2 separate regions of the Oryctolagus cuniculus genome follow, and region 2 is linked to region 1. A link is a contact called in public Hi-C data. All regions are on one chromosome and are shown on one strand. The core of a region is the stretch at or near the end of the contact, and the rest is flanking DNA. Distances in the headings are between cores, read along the strand shown.

Evidence for each region. Hi-C and Micro-C count contacts between places; a contact is called where the count stands out from the background.
Region 2: a contact with region 1 is called in a Hi-C map of an unstated tissue, with 2.0 times the contacts expected there. The contact joins the promoter of LEF1 here to the enhancer-like site in region 1. A contact is called at or near these places in 2 of 6 Hi-C or Micro-C datasets (ear pinna and an unstated tissue).

The regions. Positions count from the first base shown.
Region 1 is chr8:56,463,671-56,468,770 of mOryCun1.1, reverse strand. No RefSeq gene overlaps it. Among named protein-coding and RNA genes, the nearest start is that of RPL34, 13 kb to the left of the region's middle. Within about 2 kb of position 3,745, at least 1 of the 8 cell types and tissues checked has an H3K27ac peak or open chromatin away from gene starts, as enhancers often do.
Region 2 is chr8:56,919,909-56,924,648 of mOryCun1.1, reverse strand. LEF1 (lymphoid enhancer binding factor 1) reads right to left here and starts at 3,182. Exons shown (of 11, transcript XM_051820129.2): 1 at 2,353-3,182; 2 at 40-106. The coding sequence starts at 2,565. LOC103350731 (a long non-coding RNA gene) reads left to right here and starts at 3,566. Exons shown (of 10, transcript XR_011378317.1): 1 at 3,566-3,694.

The DNA.
Region 1 (5,100 bases), core at 2,496-4,995:
GGAAGCGGATGACTCGGCATGTGATGAAGCACTCTTCCTGGTCTGCAGGTTGCTTTGCTATTTCATATGGTGGAGAAAGCTTTTTCTGTCCTATATCTTCTTAAAAGGGCACTAATCTCATCATGAAAGCCACTTACCAGACCTGTTGGTTCCCAGAATTTCTTCTATCTCCTAAGACCATCCATCCCATCAGGGTTAGGATTTACACATAAAACTTGAGGGGAAAAGAACATCCAATCCAAGGGCCGGCGCTGTGGTGTAGTGGGTTAACGCTCTGGCCTGAAGCGCTGGCATCCTATATGGGCGCCAGTTCAAGGTTGGGTTGCTCCACTCTCCATCCAGCTCTCTGCTATGACCTGGGAAAGCAGTAGAGGATGGTCCAAGTCCTAGGGCCTCTGCACCCACGTGGGAGACCCGGAAGAAGCTCCTGGCTCCTGGCTTCGGATTGGCATAGCTCCGGCCGTTGAGGTGAATTGGGGAATGAGCCATTGGATGGAAGACCTCTCTCTTTTTATCTCTCTCTCTCTCTGCCTCTCCTCTCTCTGTGTAACTCTGACTTTCAAATAAATAATCTTTTTTTTTGTTTGTTTGTTTGTTTGTTTGTTTGTTTTGACAGGCAGAGTGGACAGTGAGAGAGAGAGACAGAGAGAAAGGTCTTCCTTTGCCGTTGGTTCACCCTCCAATGGCCGCCCCGGCCGGCGCACTGCAGCCGGCGCACCGCGCTGATCCGATGGCAGGAGCCAGGAGCCAGGTGCTTTTCCTGGTCTCCCATGGGGTGCAGGGCCCAAGCACTTGAGCCATCCTCCACTGCACTCCCTGGCCACAGCAGAGAGCTGGCCTGGAAGAGGGGCAACCGAGACAGAATCCGGTGCCCCGACCGGGACTAGAACCCGGTGTGCCGGCGCCGCTAGGCGGAGGATTAGCCTAGTGAGCCGCGGCGCCGGCCCAAATAAATAATCTTTAAAAAAAAAAATCCAATCCATTAGCACTTTGTAAATTAAAAGGATAAAATCCACAATAATTCTGGCTCAAAAGGTGCTTTCTAGCTTCCAGGATACTAGCTATTCAATAACTTAGTGATCCTAAATGTTTCTGGTTAACCTGAAGGATTATAAGAGTTTGAGCCCATATATTTATATTCTTTTATAATTTAGCTTTCATTCATTCACCCAACAGATATTTATTGGAAACTCCCATGTGCCGGAAACTTCAGCTGGCTGAATATTAATACAGGGTTCACCAAAGTGGACTAGACTGTCCCATTGCCACATTGTACATAGGGGGGATAACGGTAAAGGAGGAACCTCAAACTCACTGATAGTTGCACACGTTGGGATAAGAATCATAAAGGAGGCCGGCGCCGCGGCTCACTAGGCTAATCCTCTGCCTTGCGGCGCTGGCACACTGGGTTCTAGTCCCGGTTGGGGCACCGGATTCTGTCCCGGTTGCCCCTCTTCCAGACCAGCTCTCCGCTGTGGCCAGGGAGTGCAGTGGAGGATGGCCCAGGTGCTTGGGCCCTGCACCCCATGGGAGACCAGGAAAAGCACCTGGCTCCTGGATCCTGCCATCGGATCAGCGCCGTGCGCCAGCCTCAGCGCGCCGGCCGTGGCGGCCATTGGAGGGTGAACCAACAGCAAAGGAAGACCTTTCTCTCTCTCTCTCTCTCTCACTGTCCACTCTGCCTGTCAAAAAATAAAAAAAAAATTAAAAAAAAAAATCATAAAGGAAAGTTCATAGTGCTGTGGGTCAATTTAAGAACTTCATGGACAGGTAAGGTGTATTCTTCTATGGAGGTGATGTTTAAGGTTAGAGCAAGGATAAGCAGACACTAGCTGGGTGACAAGTATGTAGAACATTCCAAACATAGGAATTAATATGTGCAATTGCCTTAAGTCAACAGACAGCTTATATTACAAATAAAATTAATTCATGCAACCCAGTTCACTCTCAATATTTAGAGCCCAATAAATCTGAAATGTGTGAACAACTTGTTAGTCACTAGGAAGGACCAAGCCTGTCAGCACACAGCTCTTAGAGCACTTATATTGTCCCTAGGGCCAGAAGATCCATGCCACTTTTTGCATCCTAAGGGAGATCACTGAGAGAAAAGCTCTGTAAACTGCTTTAGTTGAAGAAACTCCTCTGCATCAGGAGATATTTAAATTATGCAACTCCCTAGATAACTTGGGCACCAGCCTTCTATAAAGGAGGGAAAGGATCAAACTTATTGACTGAATTCCCCTGACCTTCATTCAGCTTCTGTATTCCTTGGCCTGTACAAATAGCCCGAGGGCCCTCTTAACTCTGTAGGGTTGGGAGTAAGCTTACAGCTTGACATGCTTAAAGAACAAATGGTCTTGAAGAAAATTCAAATGTTTATTGCATTTTAATGTAGGTTGTATAAGGACTCTGCAGGCCACATGGTCTCTGTCACAACTATTCAATTGTGACCTTCATAGAGTGAAAGTAGCCGTGGACAATTCATAAATGACTGTTCCATGTAAATGCCATGTTCCAGTAAAGCTTTATTTGCAAATACTGATGTCAGGTCGGATTTGGCCTGCAGGTCATAGCTTGAGGACTTTGTGCTGGGTGACCCTGCTTCTAGTGACAACTGCCATTGGACTGCAACTGCATAAGAGACCTCAAGTAAGGCAAGCAGAAAACTGTCTTAAGTCTAATTAGCCCAAAGGGTGATGGGAAAAAATAAAATGATTGCTTTTTCCCCATCTCTCTAAACACTGACATGATTTGGTACATGGCCGTATACCATGAAAACTGGTAGAGTACAATGATCTTTATTTCTTGTTGCTTACATACCCCTTCGAGAATCTGAAAAGCTATGTAGACCCTTGCACATTTTTAGATCATCATCTAAACATTTTCTTTAGTAATTTATAGCCTTCTAAAGTGTATCATTGCCAGTAGAATGAACATTTTGATAATTTTGAAGAAAATGGTTTGATTTAATATATTGAATAAAAGCTAGATAGCAGAAACTTTTTAAAATACAGGCTCTTCCAATAGCTGAATTCCTTTTCTTTGACATATATTGCTGTTCTATTTCCTTGAGTATCCCTTACTGATAAGTAATTCTCACAGTTCTACAAGAGAGCCAAAGAGAGTCATGGAGAGCTGCCACCCAGTTCCCCTGTGGCTGCCCCTTCAGTCTGTTCTCTGCTTCAGTCTCAAGGGACTCTCGCCCAGGAGTGATGCATTCTTTGACAATTTCAGGTGGTGAAAAGTGAGAAGGATGTTGACATCATTGTCCCCACACTGTTGTTATTAATTATTTTAATATTAATATCTTAAGGGTCCTTGCTATCTGTTTAGATAAAAATTCTGAATATCAGCTCAAATAAAACAGGCAAGAAGGTAAGTTTTAGTATTTTTTTAGTGAGAGAAGGTGCGAAGGAAGGTGAGGGCTTTATTTAAGGGAGAAAGAAGTGTAAAAGTATAAGCTGGGTCCATACCAGGCAGAGAGCAGGCTGGGAGCCAAGTGGAGCGAAGCGTGGGTTAGGAGTAGGCACTGGTAGCATAGTGGGTGGACAGAAAGGAGAGAGAGGTGGGGCCAGGAGGCCATGTGCCAGAAGGCATGGGACAACAAGGGGGCTGACCCAGCGTGATCCACATCTTTTAATCACTTCCAAAGGGGAGTGATTATGTAATTTAATCAACAGTTAGGTGCATGAGATCACACAGGCGGCAGGAAGGGGTGTGGTTTTCCAGCTCATGAATCTAATTAATCCTATCTGCCTGCTCATGTCAACACTATCTACATTACATCTGAGTTCAGGGAGTTCCCAGTATGGGCCAGAAGGACCTGCTCCAGTGCCTCAGTTTCCTGTATGGGGAAGACAGGGAAAGACTTGCCATCATTTTTTTATCAGTCAATTTTTATTTTTAAGACATTGGCTATGAACTGGGTAATATTTTAGGCACTGGGATGAACAATATAGATAAAAATCCTTGCCCTAGTGGAGGACTCACAAACAACAAATGAATGAACAAGGAGTACATATTTAGGCTGGTGGTTAAGATGCCAGCATCCACATTGGAGCAATGTAGACCCTGGAGGACAGCAGCAGTGGCTCAAGTGATCAGATAGGAGTCCTGGATTGAGATCCAAGCTCCCAACTTCTGTTTTGCAATTTATTTTATTTTTATTTTTAAAAAAGATTTATTTATTTGAAAGTCAGAGTTACACAAAGAGAGGAGAGGCAGAGAGAGAGAGAGAGAGAGGTCTTCCATCCAATGGTTCACTCCCCAATTGGCCACAACGGCCGGAGCTGCACCGATCCGAAGCCAGGAGCCAGGAGCTTCTTCCAGGTCTCCCATGCGGGTGCAGGGGCCCAAGGACTTGGGCCATCCTCCACTGCTTTCCCAGGCCATAGCAGAGAGCTGGGTCTGAAGTGGAGCAGCTGGGTCTCGAACTGGTGCCCATATGCTAAGGCGTTAACCTGCTGTGCCACAGAGCTGGCTCAGTCTTCAATTTGAATATTGTGAGGGAAGACCTTCCCAAGGAGGGGACGTTTAAGAAAAGCCTGAAGGTTGAGAGAAAGGAACCATGAAGATATCTGGGAAAGGGCTTTCTGAGCAGAGAATGGTTTGACGGCAGGAGGGTGCCAGGTAGATGGAGCTGAGGGAGAGAACGTTAGAAATGAGAGTAAGGAGTTCACAGGGTGCCAGATTGTATGTTACAGTTAGAACCAATATGACCCTCAGATCTGGGCAAGAGGGACCACTACTCGGGGTCCCATGCATTAGGGGGCTGCTGTGGCTGTCCCCTGCCAGTATCTCACACCACAAGGAAACATCAGGGGACCAGGGGGCTGCTGATCCCCAAAACCTGATCCCCTTCTAGACATTAATTGGCAGTGCCTGAGCATTCCTCCTCTCTGGCCATCTCAAGGGAGGATTGTGTCTTGGACAAGCTCATCCATAGGTCTGAGGGTGCCTGAAGGGTGTGTGGATGGAGCTTGGACACTGGGCTGAGTTGTCTACAGACCTACACATGAGTCCCCTCAATTGTGAGAAGGACCAGGGGGCTGGGCAGGGAATGGGCTGCTCCTGCACTGCCATGTTTTAGGCAGAGAAACC
Region 2 (4,740 bases), core at 1,933-4,432, 460 kb before region 1:
CACAGCCTACATGCTACATAATAAAAGCCAGTGGCTTACCATCATCAGGATGTTCTCTGGCCTTGTCGTGGTAGGACTCCTGGGAGGCTTGAGCTTGTCTGGCCACCTAACAACAGGAATCCCCACCCCCAAAAGAAAAAAAAATCACCTTAAATTGATAGTAATAATGATGCGTGTGTGTGTGTGTGTGTGTGTGTGTGTGTGTATGTGTGTTCCCACTGGTACTTAAAATAGGAGGTGCAGGTACGATAAATCTACGAGGGGTAGGTGAGGATTGAGTACAAGGGAATTTTTCTTTTTCTTACCAAGTACTTTTGACTATTAGTAAGTAACAGAAACAACGAAAAGATACTCAATATGGGAATGATCCTCGCGCCGTTTGCCTGCTGCTTACTCAAACATATCCAGCCCACTTGGATGTCTAACAGATAGGTGAAGTTAACGGGGCTCAGCCTCGTGATAGCATCTTCAACCACTGTTCGCTTCAATCGGATCTGATTAAAAGCACGCTGAAATATCACTTTTCAACTGAAAAATGACAATTTAAACGTAAGCCAACCACTTGGATGGGGGTCTTAAGGCAATTGCCTCAGCGGGTCCCAGCAGGAGCTCCACCACGGCTGGCTGCGCACTGGCTTACAGGAGCAAAATCTAACAGTTCTGTGGTTAATTTGAGCGTGGGGCTACAGACATCTAAAAGGTAGCCCAGTTAACATCAGTTTTGGTAACCACCATCCACCCAGGCTCAACCACGTGCAAATCAGTGGTATTACCCCCTTCATCATCTTCTCCGCGCCTGCCCATGGCCCAACTTCCCACTGGGGTCAATCAAGACTGACAGGGCCCTAATACCTGGGGTTCCAACCATAAAAGTGTAGAAAATGTGACGTGGCTGGAAAATGTATTTACGGACAAGGGAGGACAAGCAGAGAGAAAGAGCTGGGCAGGAAGATTAAGTGCTTTCGAGGCTGTTTGGTCCACTGGACGTGTGCCCTTCCAGTGACCCCCTGCCCCCAGTGCACAGTCACAAATCTTTTACTTGGAAGTGGGTGCACCCTAGGTACCTCACTACCCGCCCTCTGCCCCGCTTCCCCTAAACTGGAGCCAGGGCTAAGGAACACCACCCAGGCCCCCAACCTTCCAAAATGCGTACTCACCCCTGCCATTGGGATAGAGAAGGGAACTCTGAGGTGCTCTTAAACGTGTTGTTTAAACCCCAAATTGTCCCCGCCCCCAAAACCACACGCGTTCCTTTTGGGGGTAGAAGGATGCCATTTAAGGCAAAAGGCATACCCTCCAAGTTGCTTTGGGGGAAAAAAAAACGTTGGTGAAATCATGTGGGTGTCAGGACTTTTCTACCGGATTTCCTCTGGCGGGTTTCCCAGCTGTCGAACCCGGGTGGTCAGCCGAGTGGCGGACGTGAGGGTCCACCCGCGCGCAGCCGCAGCCCCGGCGGCCGGCCCGCGCCTTCCCACCGCCGGCACCCACGTGTCTCTATTTACCCTACTCAGGTTACCAGCGCGCGCCCGCCGCGGGCCTGCACATCTGATAAGGGCTTCTCCCGCTTCCCCACTCAGCCCTGTCGCCTTTTTTCTGCAGAGATTCAGGGCCTGATTCCGGGTCAAACCCCGAGTAAAGGCGTCCTTCTTTCTTCTTTAAGCGGCGAGCGCTGGGGAAAACTAGGGTTGGGCAGAGGTACGCGGGTCCCTGGGCGACTCGGCTTAGCATGCGCTCACCCACAGCCCCTGGCAGCCACGGGCACCGAGTCCCGCGCCGCCCCCGCAGCCCAGGCGCGCGCCCCTCCGCCGGCACGCAGGCTCCGCGCGGGCCCCGCTCGGGAGCGGTTGGGGCGGCCCCGCCTGCCGGGCCCGGCCCACGCTTGCCTCCCCTTCCTCCCCTCCGGCTCTGCGAAGCCTTCGGTGGTTTAACGCACTTTTGCAGACACCCACCGAGACAGCGAGCGGGTGCACGCCGTTTTCCGTCCTGCGTTAGAACTCCTCACTGTGTTCAGACGGCCTCTCCTGTATGCCTCGCGCCCCTCAGCCCCGCCACCAAACCCGGGCACGAAACGTTAGGGGCGAAGGGCAGCTTTTTCCTGCCCGCAAACCAACCGTTTAGCCACCGAATCCCTAAACACTTGGAGTGAGTTTACCTGCACGCCCCTGCTCCCGCCCTACACAACCACGGGGAATGGCGATCCAGGGGCCCGGCCAAACCCACCCCCCCTCCCCGCCCCAAACGACGGCCCTACTCGGGACCGGTCACCGGGACTGGCCGGCGCTTCGACCCCCTTCCTCCCTCTCTGCTCCCCGGGGCCGCCACGCTCCCGGGTTCGGCGCGCGGCCCGCTCACCTCGTGTCCGTTGCTGGCCGGGATGATCTCAGACTCGTTAACTAAGGAGGACTTGATGTCGGCCAAGTCGCCTTCCTCTTCAGGGTGACTGATCTCGGCAAAGATCTTCTCCTTCTGGGGATCGCCCTCGTCCTTGAAGGGGATCATCTCGTCCGTGGCGCAGAGTTCCGGGTCCCCCCCGCCGCCGCCGCCTCCCCCGGAGAGCTGGGGCATCCCGACGGCTCAGTAATCTCCGCTCCTCTGCGGGAGCACCCGCGGCGACAGCCGGAGAGGAGGGGTCCGCGCAGGTCGCAGAAAGGGGGAGGGAGAGTTGGGAGAGGGTGCGGGAGGGAGGACGGCGGGCGGAAGCGAGGCGGGCGAGCGCGGGGCCGCCGGCCGGTAGCCTGAGCAGCTGCGGCGGCGGGATCGGCCGCCTGCGCTTTCCCGCTTCGCCGAGACCAGCGCCGGCGCCTGCCCCCACGGCCGAAGGGCACGGGAAGGCGAGAGCCGCTGCAGCTGGCGCCTCCGGGGCGTCTGTGCGGCGCCGCGTGCTAGGCTAGCCTGCCCCGGCCCGGACGGCTACCCCGCGCCCCCCGCGCCACCGGGGTCTGTGGGCCCAGGACGCAGACTCGGAAAGGAGCACGACTCCCCAAAGTGCAGAGAAAAGGCTAGCGGGCGCGTCTCCGCGCAAACCTATCCACCGTAGCTTCCTCGGATGCCGATTTAGCAGTCTGGTTTCCGAGAGAAGAGAGGGGAGCCGGGCAAAAAGGCTCCGTTTACCCCAGCGGAGAAGGTGCGAGGAGAATCAGAAGATAATGAAATGTCCACTTCCTGAAGGGCTTAAAAAAAAAAAAAAGCCGCCTGGGCCAGTGATGTCCGTTTTAGAGCTGCTTCTTTCCTTCCCCTTCGCTTCAGTTTTCCTCCTTGAGGAGCATTTAATCTGGAGGAGGAGGCGGAGAAGGTGGGGGCGGAGGAGGAGGGGAAGAGAAAGAGAAGTTGTTTGCCAAGAATAAAGTTTGTGCCGAGGAGCGCGGGGAATCGGCGGTGCAGAGCTCGGCGGGGTCTCGGGGAGCCACAGCAGGGGCCTTGGGCCCAAACGCTTCAGCCCGCAGCGCGAGCCGACACGCACGGGCAGCCCGACCCCTCTTTGTTCCCGGCTCGAGTTTCTCGGGCCGGCTGGCTCGCCGCTCTCCACGCCTCCGCCGGCCCGCTCTGTCCAGGCGGAGAGCTGCGCCCCTCGGGTTCGCCCGGCAGAAGGGAGGGGACTCTCCGAGCTTGGCCGCTTGCGAGGCTCCGGGCGCGTCCAGGCTCCTCGGCCCGAGAGCGCGCAGCCCGGGTGCGTCCTCCGCGCCCAGCCCCGCAGGTGAGCGGCTGCGCCTCCCCACCGCTTCTCCTCCTCCCGCGCCTCCGCGGCGCTGAAAAGCTACCCACTTGCGTCGCTTCTCCTCCCTCGCCCCTCCCCCGTCTCCAGCTCTCCTTGGCTGCCGGCTGGAGCAGGGGGCGGGAGGGAGTCGGCGAGAAGGAGGTGGTGATTGAGGACTTTCCCCCCCTTTTTCTTTTCCCAGAGCCTGTAGGACGAGTCCTAGTTTTGGGGTGTGTGTGTGTGTGTGTGTGTGTCCGCGCGCGCGCCTGGAGGAAGGGATCAGGCAACTTGGCAAGAGAAGGAAGGGAAGAGCGGGCGCCGCTTAGAACCCACGGAGAGGCACGCTTTGCTCGCGTGAAATTGACAAGAAACTCTGCCCAAATGGCTTAACTCCACCATCTAAGCATTTCTCTTGCCCCCTCCCCATTCACTCACCCACTCCTCTCCCTCTGCCAATCTCTCCCCCACCTTCTTTCCGCCTCCTACCCTCTCTCCCTAGCCCAGGCAGGGGGAGGAAGATGAAAGAGAAAGCCGCCGCCGCTGTGATCGACACCGCAGTGATGGATGCTCTGACAGGGGATGAGGCGGGAATCGGGGACTGAGGAAGAGAAGGGGGAGATATAATAGACGTTGCTGAACTAGTAAGAGAAGAGAGGCAAGAAGGACATGGTAAAGAGAGTTGTGGCTTCCCTAAACATCATGCCACCCGCATGCTCTTTGTAGAGAAGGGACAAGAGAGCACAGGCTAGCGAAAAAAAAAAAAATCTCCAGGCTTACCGAGAAAAATAGGACGAGGAAGAAGCAACTGAAGACTGAATCCCAATTATCGCTTTATAAACAGCATCTCTTTCATTGTGTCCTCACCACGGGATCTGTTTACGCTAGGTCTCTCGTGGGTTTGGGGAGATACGTGCCCCAGCGTGTGGGAACCTCGTAGAGAACGAAAAGACAACCCGAGGAGGAGGAGAAGGCAACAGGACCCAGGAGAGCGAAACCAGAAGAGAGAGGGAGGACAGGGCAGTCCCTGGCACCTTGGACTGGGCGCT